Linked DNA regions of Triticum aestivum: region 1 is linked to region 2. The links are chromatin contacts, called in public Hi-C maps. All regions are on one chromosome and are shown on one strand. Each heading gives the region's core, a stretch centred on a gene start, on an enhancer-like site or on the middle of the called end of the contact. The rest is flanking DNA. Distances are from core to core; before and after follow the strand shown. Region 1 holds the start of LOC123111133 (mRNA-decapping enzyme-like protein). Region 2 holds the start of LOC123111132 (MTOR-associated protein MEAK7).

The links. A called contact is a pair of places that touch in the nucleus more often than the background predicts.
Region 1: a contact with region 2 is called in a Hi-C map of leaf, with 3 times the contacts expected there. The contact joins the promoter of LOC123111133 here to the promoter of LOC123111132 in region 2. A contact is called at or near these places in 3 of 5 Hi-C or Micro-C datasets (all in leaf).

Annotation. Positions count from the first base shown.
Region 1 is chr5B:232,294,046-232,298,182 of IWGSC CS RefSeq v2.1, reverse strand. LOC123111133 (mRNA-decapping enzyme-like protein) reads right to left here and starts at 2,241. Exons shown (of 8, transcript XM_044531823.1): 1 at 1,967-2,241; 2 at 1,843-1,883; 3 at 1,697-1,746; 4 at 404-548. The coding sequence starts at 2,149.
Region 2 is chr5B:231,953,424-231,957,826 of IWGSC CS RefSeq v2.1, reverse strand. LOC123111132 (MTOR-associated protein MEAK7) reads right to left here and starts at 2,985. Exons shown (of 8, transcript XM_044531822.1): 1 at 2,728-2,985; 2 at 2,515-2,617; 3 at 2,315-2,422; 4 at 1,709-1,794; 5 at 1,157-1,395. The coding sequence starts at 2,789. It overlaps LOC123111131 (a long non-coding RNA gene), which reads left to right and starts at 4,367. Exons shown (of 2, transcript XR_006454142.1): 1 at 4,367-4,403.

The DNA of each region.
Region 1 (4,137 bases), core at 992-3,491, 340 kb before region 2:
ATAGAGTATTCGACAGTTCTCAGTTAGGAAGTTCAAATATTCAGCAGTTTCAGCTAAATATTCAGCAGTTCAAACAGAGTAAACATAACTTCCGAAATCCAATTCTTTCTCTGGTTTCCTAAAGATGTCATTTTTTAATGTTTGCATGATCTTAAAAAAGAGAACTTTTACTACTTTTTACAATATATATTTGGTGTTTTTACAGTAGTGATCTAACAGATCTTATATTAGTTTACAGAGGGAGTACATTGTGTGCAAGTACGTAATCTGAACACTACTAAATATAGTAGTACCGAAGATATCAAAAGTCAGGTCATCGGGTACACTGACTACACACTTATAAAAAGAAAAAGAAAAAAACCACTGAACCGAGAAGAGGGGGGTGGGGGTAGACAAACTTTACCTTCCAAACAAACTAGCAACAGCTTCGCACTCCTGTTGGTTATAAAACCAAATGCCATTTACTTCCTGTGTGGCATTCCGATACAACAAATATGGAGGCTGGAGTTCATATTCAAAATCACTCAACAAATCCTCCACGAGATTATCTGTCAAATATATAACACAATCTTATCATGGGCCAATCATTTTACTGTATACCATAGAAAAATTTAGCATCTACACAATCTTAGCAGTTGTCAGTCTATGACTACACTCTAACAACCTTATGTAAAATACAAATCATGAACGCACGGAGCTGCGGGCGGCGGCGCCAGTGTGGCAACGATGACTCCATGAGGGGGGTTTCCAGCGGATGGTGCTCTTCGGGTGTGCACTGAGCTAGGTCGACGCGAGGCTTGCAACTTTCTCCTGTGAAGCTTTTCTTCAAAATCGGAGCTGCCATGTTCTCGATGCTTCAGTCGACTGATTGGCGCTTGTGGCCAGGTTGTCCGTGTGTGCCCCGTCTGGGGTTGTATCTAGGTTTTCGCCCGGTTTTCCTCCAATTAACCGGGCAACTCTCTTCTTCTCAATGAAAATGGCAAATCTTTTGCCTCGTTTAAAAAAAAACATGAACGCACCAATCTTACTACAGTGAGAAACAGAACGCTAAATCCCCAAAATTTCGGCTACTCATAAGACGTGACTGACGAACCTTGTTCACAGTGTGTTCACATGGGCATCTGTTTTGTGTGTATGTGACAGTTCACAGCTTTTCTCTATACTAAATCTGAAACATAAGAATTTAGATCGATGCTATCTTGATATCTATCGGATTTCTCCAGTGGATCCATTGACCAAGAACTAGTGCTACAGGCCCCGTCAGACTTGTATGCAGCCATAGAGCTACTGCAAGATCCTTAATTTTCTAAGATCTTCTTTCTTTTTTGGCAACTCTGAGATCATCTCAGATCCCTTGTAACCATATCACTGAAGAGTTAACTATTAGGCTGAATAAAAGCAGTGTCATAAAAACCAATTATTGGTTTTTCAATGTGCCTCAGCATCGACGATAAAAAAATGAAATTTTTCAGGGCCCAAATTGGTTTGAAGCAACCAACGTACTATAACCAAGTAATTTTCATGTAACTACTGCATTACTCCATCAATAATGATCTAATCTACTTAACACAAGTCAATCTTAGGATTTAGGGACCACTGCCACAAAAGAATGTTCCATCGTGGTCTCTATCCTACTTAAAGGACCCGGTGTACTACGAGAGATCAACAAACCAACTTAGATCAAAGATGCACGTACCCGTATTGCGCCTGTTCATGACGATGAACTGGAACCTCGGCTGTGAGTTCCTACACGCAATCCAACACAATCCTGATACAATTAGCTGCTACACCGCACAAAACCCACATATAAACCCAAAACACGTTTTCCCCAATCTGCCTCACCTCTTCACCACGAAGAGCGATCCCTCCACGTCCTTCCGGCTCTGCACGAAACAGAAAAAAAATTAGATCGGATCGGATCGTGGTCGAGTGCAGCAAAGGCATCGGATGGGAGAGGAGCCCGCACCCACTGGTTCAGGTCGATGTTGAAGTCGTAGAGCGTGACGTGCGCTGCGGTGATGAGGATGTCTTCGACGGCGGGGTCGAGGCGCTGCAGGACGGTGAGGTTAAGCAGGCGCGTGCCCTCGGCGTCCATGGCCAGGTTCGGCGTTACTTTGCCCCCGTTTGGGTGCGGCGGCGGCGGCGGCATCGCGAGGTCGCCTCCGCGTTGCTGAGGGTAGGGGTAGAGGTGGGGGCGGGGGATCTGAGAGCTATCGAGTATCGAGTAGGATGTTTGCTGTTTATGGAACCATCACGCCATAATAAGGCGACGCGGATCGCCAAATCGCTCCCAGATGTACGGCATCGCACAGTCCAGACATTTTTTTTTCATCTTTTTTTTAGGGAATTTTCCATCTTTCTTTTTTTTAACATCAGTACAGACGCAAGCGCTCATACATACGCGCATACACTCATCCCTATGAACACACACACGCACACCCTATCCCTACGAGCACCTCCGAGAGACTGAGCCGGCATGTCATCTTGAAATTTACGAAGTCACCGTAGGCACCTCGTCGTCGACGGGAACGTCTCCTTCCACTGAAAGCGCATCGCCGGAAATTCTGAAATAAATCTAGGAATAATGCGAGCATCAGGACTTGAACCCTGGTGGATTGGGGATATCACTGTCCCTCTAACCATCCAACCACATGTTGGTTCGCAATTTTCCATCTTTCTAATACAAATACAAAAGCACTCATCAAAATTATTCAATGAAAAAAAGTTTGCGGTGGTCTTGATATAGCTTCCCACAATGTGGGCCCATGTCAAGAAATCATTCCTTCGCTCCAGAACCCTGACTCTACTTGCCATGTCGCATTCATGCCGGTGCAGCGACCGAGTAGCCTACTCCAGTGGTTGCCTGCACTGAAGCAAAGCTGGTTCACCTGCCCCGGCTATTTAAGTCGACCGCCCGCGGACGCAAACCCTAAAACATTACACCGCCGCTTCTCCTCTCCACAAATCCGCGAACCTCCAGCTTCGGTTGCCGTGATCGTCAAGTCTGACGGTTCAAACTGATTCTCCGCACGCCCCTCCGGATCCGGAGGGAGCTTTTTTCGCGAATACGCTCAAGGGCGTATCTTTCCATTGATAGGTAGAAGAGAGTACAGGGGGTGCAGCCCCAATCAACGTACACTAGAAGGTGTTGAGGGGGCTACAGAGGAGCAGGAGAAGAAAGGGTTGCTCAGCCCAAGAATACAGGGTCAGGTTACAGGGATGATCGATGCTAATCCTACAGCTCCGGCTAGTCCCCAACGCCGGGCCTCGTCCTTGATGCTCGTGAGTAGCTGGCCATGGGAGGGCTGCGCATTGTCGAAGATGATTGCGTTCCTTTGCTTCCAGATAGCCCAGGCTATGATGATGGCGAGGGAAGCAAAACCCTTGCGAAGGCAGCTGGGGTGGCAGAAGCGGCATCGGACCACCAGGAGAAAAAAGGCGTCGTGCCATCGGGTGGTAGCACAGGAAGACGACACCAGGAGAGCACCTCGTGCCAGGTGATGCGAGAGAATGTACAACCCACGAGGATGTGGTGTAGAGTTTCATCCTCCTGCGAACAAAGGCCGCAAACCGGGTTGTGCTGCATGCCTCTCCGACCGAGACGATCGGCGGTCCAGCAACGATTTTGCGATGCCAGCCAAAGGAATAATTTGATGTTGAGAGGTGCCCAACTGCGCCAAATTAATTGCCAGGAGTGGGCAGTCGTAGAGCCGAAGAAGAGGCTCCTGGCGCCGCCGACTGCGTTACCCAGGCCCATTGGCATTGACCGCTCCCTCCAACATGAAGCCAGAGCCCATCTCCTCGGATGCCGAGGAGTAGAAGCCCCTTCCCGCTAAGGCTGCCGCGACGGGCGAAGAGTCCTCGTGGCAGATGTAGACGGTGATCCACCATTCTCTACTTCATGACCTTCCTTGCAAACACTATTTCTGGGAGGTTGAACTTAGAGGGCATATCTCTGGATATGTTTGTGCTTCATGTTGCACTTAATCCCCATTTGTTTGAAAGACCAAATTTGGGGGCCCTGATGAATGCATGAAAGCACAAGTGCTCCCTGGGTGATTTTGGTAATTAATGTCAACATATCCCTTGTTGGACTAATGGTTTTATCTAGTATGTTTCAGATAATTTCGACAATGT
Region 2 (4,403 bases), core at 1,736-4,235:
GGCTGTACACGTGCACATCCGACGTGCGGATGGTGTCCACTTTTTGTTAAGGGGTCCAAAATAAAGCGTCCCAGTCCATTTCAAGTTGAGAATAATAAAACAAGCCGAGATGTAAAAGGCTTGTTTTTAGGTGTTAGGTTTGTGTTGCGTCGAGTCATGGTTATAAGTTGGTTAGGCTGCAGCTCGAGGACAAACTGCATGTCCAGGTGGGGTGTAGTGTTAGAGTACGTAATGGGCCTAATGGGCCCATTAGTCTTAGGGTTAATTAGAGATAAGGGTCACTTGCTTAGGGGTCAAGTAAGCCTTGCTTGGGAGTCAAGTAAACCTCTCTATATAAAGAGAGGAGATGTATCAATCTAATCAAGCAAGAATTAAGAAGGAAATCCCTTCCCTCTTGCCCGGCCGGGGGCCTCGCGCCCTCCTTCTAGCAGCGCCATAACAAGTGTTAGAGTACGTAATGGGCCTAATGGGCCCATTAGTCTTAGGGTTAATTAGAGATAAGGGTCGGTTGCTTAGGGGTCAAGTAAGCCTTGCTTGGGAGTCAAGTAAACCTCTTTATATAAAGAGAGGAGATGTATCAATCTAATCAAGCAAGAATTAAGAAGGAAATCCCTTCCCTCTTGCTTGGCCGTGGGCAAAAAAGCCCCCGGCCGGCCCTCTCGCGCCCTCCTTCTAGCAGCGCCATAACAAGAACTGACAACAGTAGTACCTCAAGATTGTTTATTTTTTATGGTCTTAAAACTCTGGTGAATGGTGATTTCACTATTTCAGACTAGTAGTACCTCAACAGCAGTAAATATTTGTCAACTACGTGTCTTGCTTTTTTCACATACATAAGAGATACTCCCTCTAAACACTCTTATATTTCTTTACGGAGGGAGTACTTTGGTGCTCCAGAGCAGTGCGAGTGCAAAACAGCACAAACTTCACTTGCCTGTTGAGTGGGTCAGTAAAAGGCGAATTAGAGAGCCAGGAGGAACAGTTCGAAGAAAACGCCAGTTATACTGTTCATATGTATATGAACTCAAGCAAGATCATATTTAACTATTAAAGGCATAATTATTCTAATGCAATGAATAGGAGCACACTTCTGTCATGATGCAGCTACAAGGAATAACATCTTTTTTGGGAAAATCTGCAGAATGGCAACACATACCTGAGTCAGGGGGCATCAACAAACTTCCAAGGAATTTCCTCAGTTTTGGCATGACAATACACCAGTTTCTAAAGTCTGATAATGACATAGACTTCTCAGAGACCCCTTCAGCATCCTTCGAAAATACCGCAGAGTTGAGAAATGCTTCAAATGTACTCTTGTTAGAACCTTCCTTGGCTTCATTATTATCTGCAAATATGGTTTCATGAATGGACACAAATACAGCTTCCAGATCAGACCTGACAATGCATGAAAGAGAAAGCGTAGGAGTAAGTGGTTTGTCAAGTAAAACCTAGTCCTGAATACAAATATCCAATGACAGATACTCTCACACGCAAAAAGAAAAAAGAAAAAAAATAAGGACAGATACTCTGAAAAACCTACAGCCCTGAATACAAATATCTAGGGACATATACTCTGAAAAAATATTTGGAAGTGGCAGCTTTCGTTACAAACATAAACAAAATCATCATCTAAGGAGTTAAATATTGGCAACTGACATACCAACATATCAGAAGAAGACTCAATTCTACCAGCACATTCAAGAAATACCTTGTTAAGATACTATCTCCCATCACATCGCACAGTTGAAAAATGAACTCATCGGCTTCATCTTTAGTTCCCCTTTCATATGTTGCCTACATGTTACAAAGATACGGATATTAAACAACAGAACATAAAGGAAAAAAACCTAACAAGACATATGGCATTCCCTAGCATTGGAAGGAAAACTTTGTGTTGAATACAAATAAAATATATGAAGTTCATTACTAAAGGATGAATTAGCAGAGCAACTGAAGAACAATAAAACTGTTATCAGAAGTTTTTTCTTTCTGAAAACTTAAGGTTTATGCGATTAAAGTAGTGTGCACATGTATCCAACCAAGCTAATCATGCAATAAAAAGTACCAATAGCAATCAGTTTCAATAAAACACCACCAACAACGACAAGATAGCAACTTAAAATCAGTCAAAAATCTAGTAGAACATCCAGTATTATACTATATAATATAGAAAGTAGAAATACATTTCTCCCTTTTCTTTTAACTTGTATTGCATTGCAAATGCAGCACTAATACCACCAAATTTGTCCAGTTAACCAGGAATCCCAAAAGGGAACGAGCTAACTGAATCAAGCGGTAGGACAAGGGTACTAACTTTGGTGATAATCAAACCCTCGAAGGTGACTCCATCTTCCACGCTGCTCTCCTTCGCCACCAACTGGAATAGCCTATCGCCGAGCGCCCCACGTACCCCGAAATAATCCTGCGTAAGATGGATCACTTCCCATCAGAAAACGGATTCCGGATCCACCCGAATCCAATCCCCGTTGCAAACTTTTGCGCCTGCGAGCTCACAAGGAAAACGGGGCGGGATATGGCGCGCCCCTGGGTCCCCGACTGCGCGGCGAGCGAGGAGAAGTGCGCGCGCAGTTCGTCCAGCGCCTGCTTCGAGAAGGCCCTACGGAAAGTGGAGACGGAGCGATGAGATCACCGCATGATGCTCGCGAATTGCTGCTGGGGTGAAGCAGCAGCTGCCGTGGCGGTCCCAGCGCTTCGAAGCTGTGGTACCTGGAGGCCATGACGAAGCTGGCAGAGGAGGCGGACAAGGGAGAGGCCTGTGAGTTACCCATCGTCGCCGCCGGTGGGGCCGGTGCACGGTGCGGTGGCGCCGGGAAAGTCGGTGGCGAGCAGCGAACACCACAACCAGCTGCCAATTTTCCTTTTCCTTTGGAACGACAACTGCACGACCCATCGCGCCACCAAGGGACGCTTTGTGTGCATTTTTTTTTTGGGGAATTTGAGGATTTGCCACACCTTATTTTGCAGTTTGAGGATTTGCCCCTATTTTGGCTGTAACCCAGGATTTGCCACATCTTTGCTGAAAGATTGAGGATTTGCCCCTAATGTACTGTTTGGATCATTTGGCACATTATAGTACAAATTTTGTGACCAAAATACCCCCAACCCAATCTGTTTTAGTTATCCTCAATCGAGCATGAGCTCGCTGTTCCCGTACTCTGTTCGTCCTGGCGGCTGGCCACCACGCAACGTCGTCGGTGTGCAGCTACACCTGCGTTGGGAGTCTCCCTGCCTACCCCCCCCCCCCCCCCGAGCTTGGTGATCACGCATTGTGTTGTGCCTTCCCAGAGCTCTTGCACGGGTCCATGCTCTTTCCTTCCCAACCTGACTAGAAATGGGGCTATTAATCAAAGATTGATGGACTGAAACATCGGGTGGTGGAAGAAAGAAAGTGACAGTTCAGAGAACAAGAAAATATAGCTGATGTTTTAGTGTGCATTTGTTCTAACTTGTGAACTAGTAAGGGCTAATGTGCCTTCTGATGTCACTAAAAAATGTAAATGTAATTTGTGATGTTGTGAACTATGAAGTGTGAATGTACTTTGTGATTACAATAAAAGGTGATGAAACTTTCCTAGAAGAATACTCACTGTAATATTCTTCAGTATGTCTTCAGTCTGTACGTTCACTATGAAGTGTGAATGTAATCTCCGATTTTTTTTAGATTTTCTCCGTACGTTCAGGAGCAGGAGGTGGTCGAAGGAACGTAGGGTAGTAGCCGATCTTACCAGGTCGCCGCCATCGGGGTGATCGAGGTCGCCGTCGTCGTAGCCGCCGCAGATCGCCGCCGCCACCGCAGGTACAGGTAGGATGAGATGAGAGAGTTATCGGGGCAACGTTTGGACTGGGTTCCTCTCACGTAGGTAAACACAAGGGCATTTTGGTCATGTTGTTGTGGGCCAGTCGTGTTAGGGGCAAATTCTCAATCTTTCAGCAAAGATGTGGCAAATTCTGGGTTACAGACAAAACAGGGGCAAATCCTCAAACTGCAAAATAAGGTGTGGCAAATCCTCAAATTCCCCTTTCTTTTTCTTCCTAAATACTATAAACTTTAAAGGTTAATAACTAATTCATCGATGGCCTGTTTGGTTACTTGCAACGATCTCAATCAGTCCAGCTGGACGCGATTTTCAGAGGTTTAGCTTTGGAGGCACGTGTTAGCGACCCAGCTGCACCTGGGCCAGCACAAGCCATGCTACCGAGCAGGCCCGAAAGAGAGAGAGGAGACCTTGCCACAAGTTTACTGGACCCCAATGGATCTCCTACATGTTCGGCCCAGAAGACCCAGAGATAGTGGGATATAAGGCAGGTAGCAGGTAGAGGGCGATCCATCCCGGCTAGGATCAGAACAGGCGGCGGTGCCGTGTGTTTTCCCCTTTCTTCTT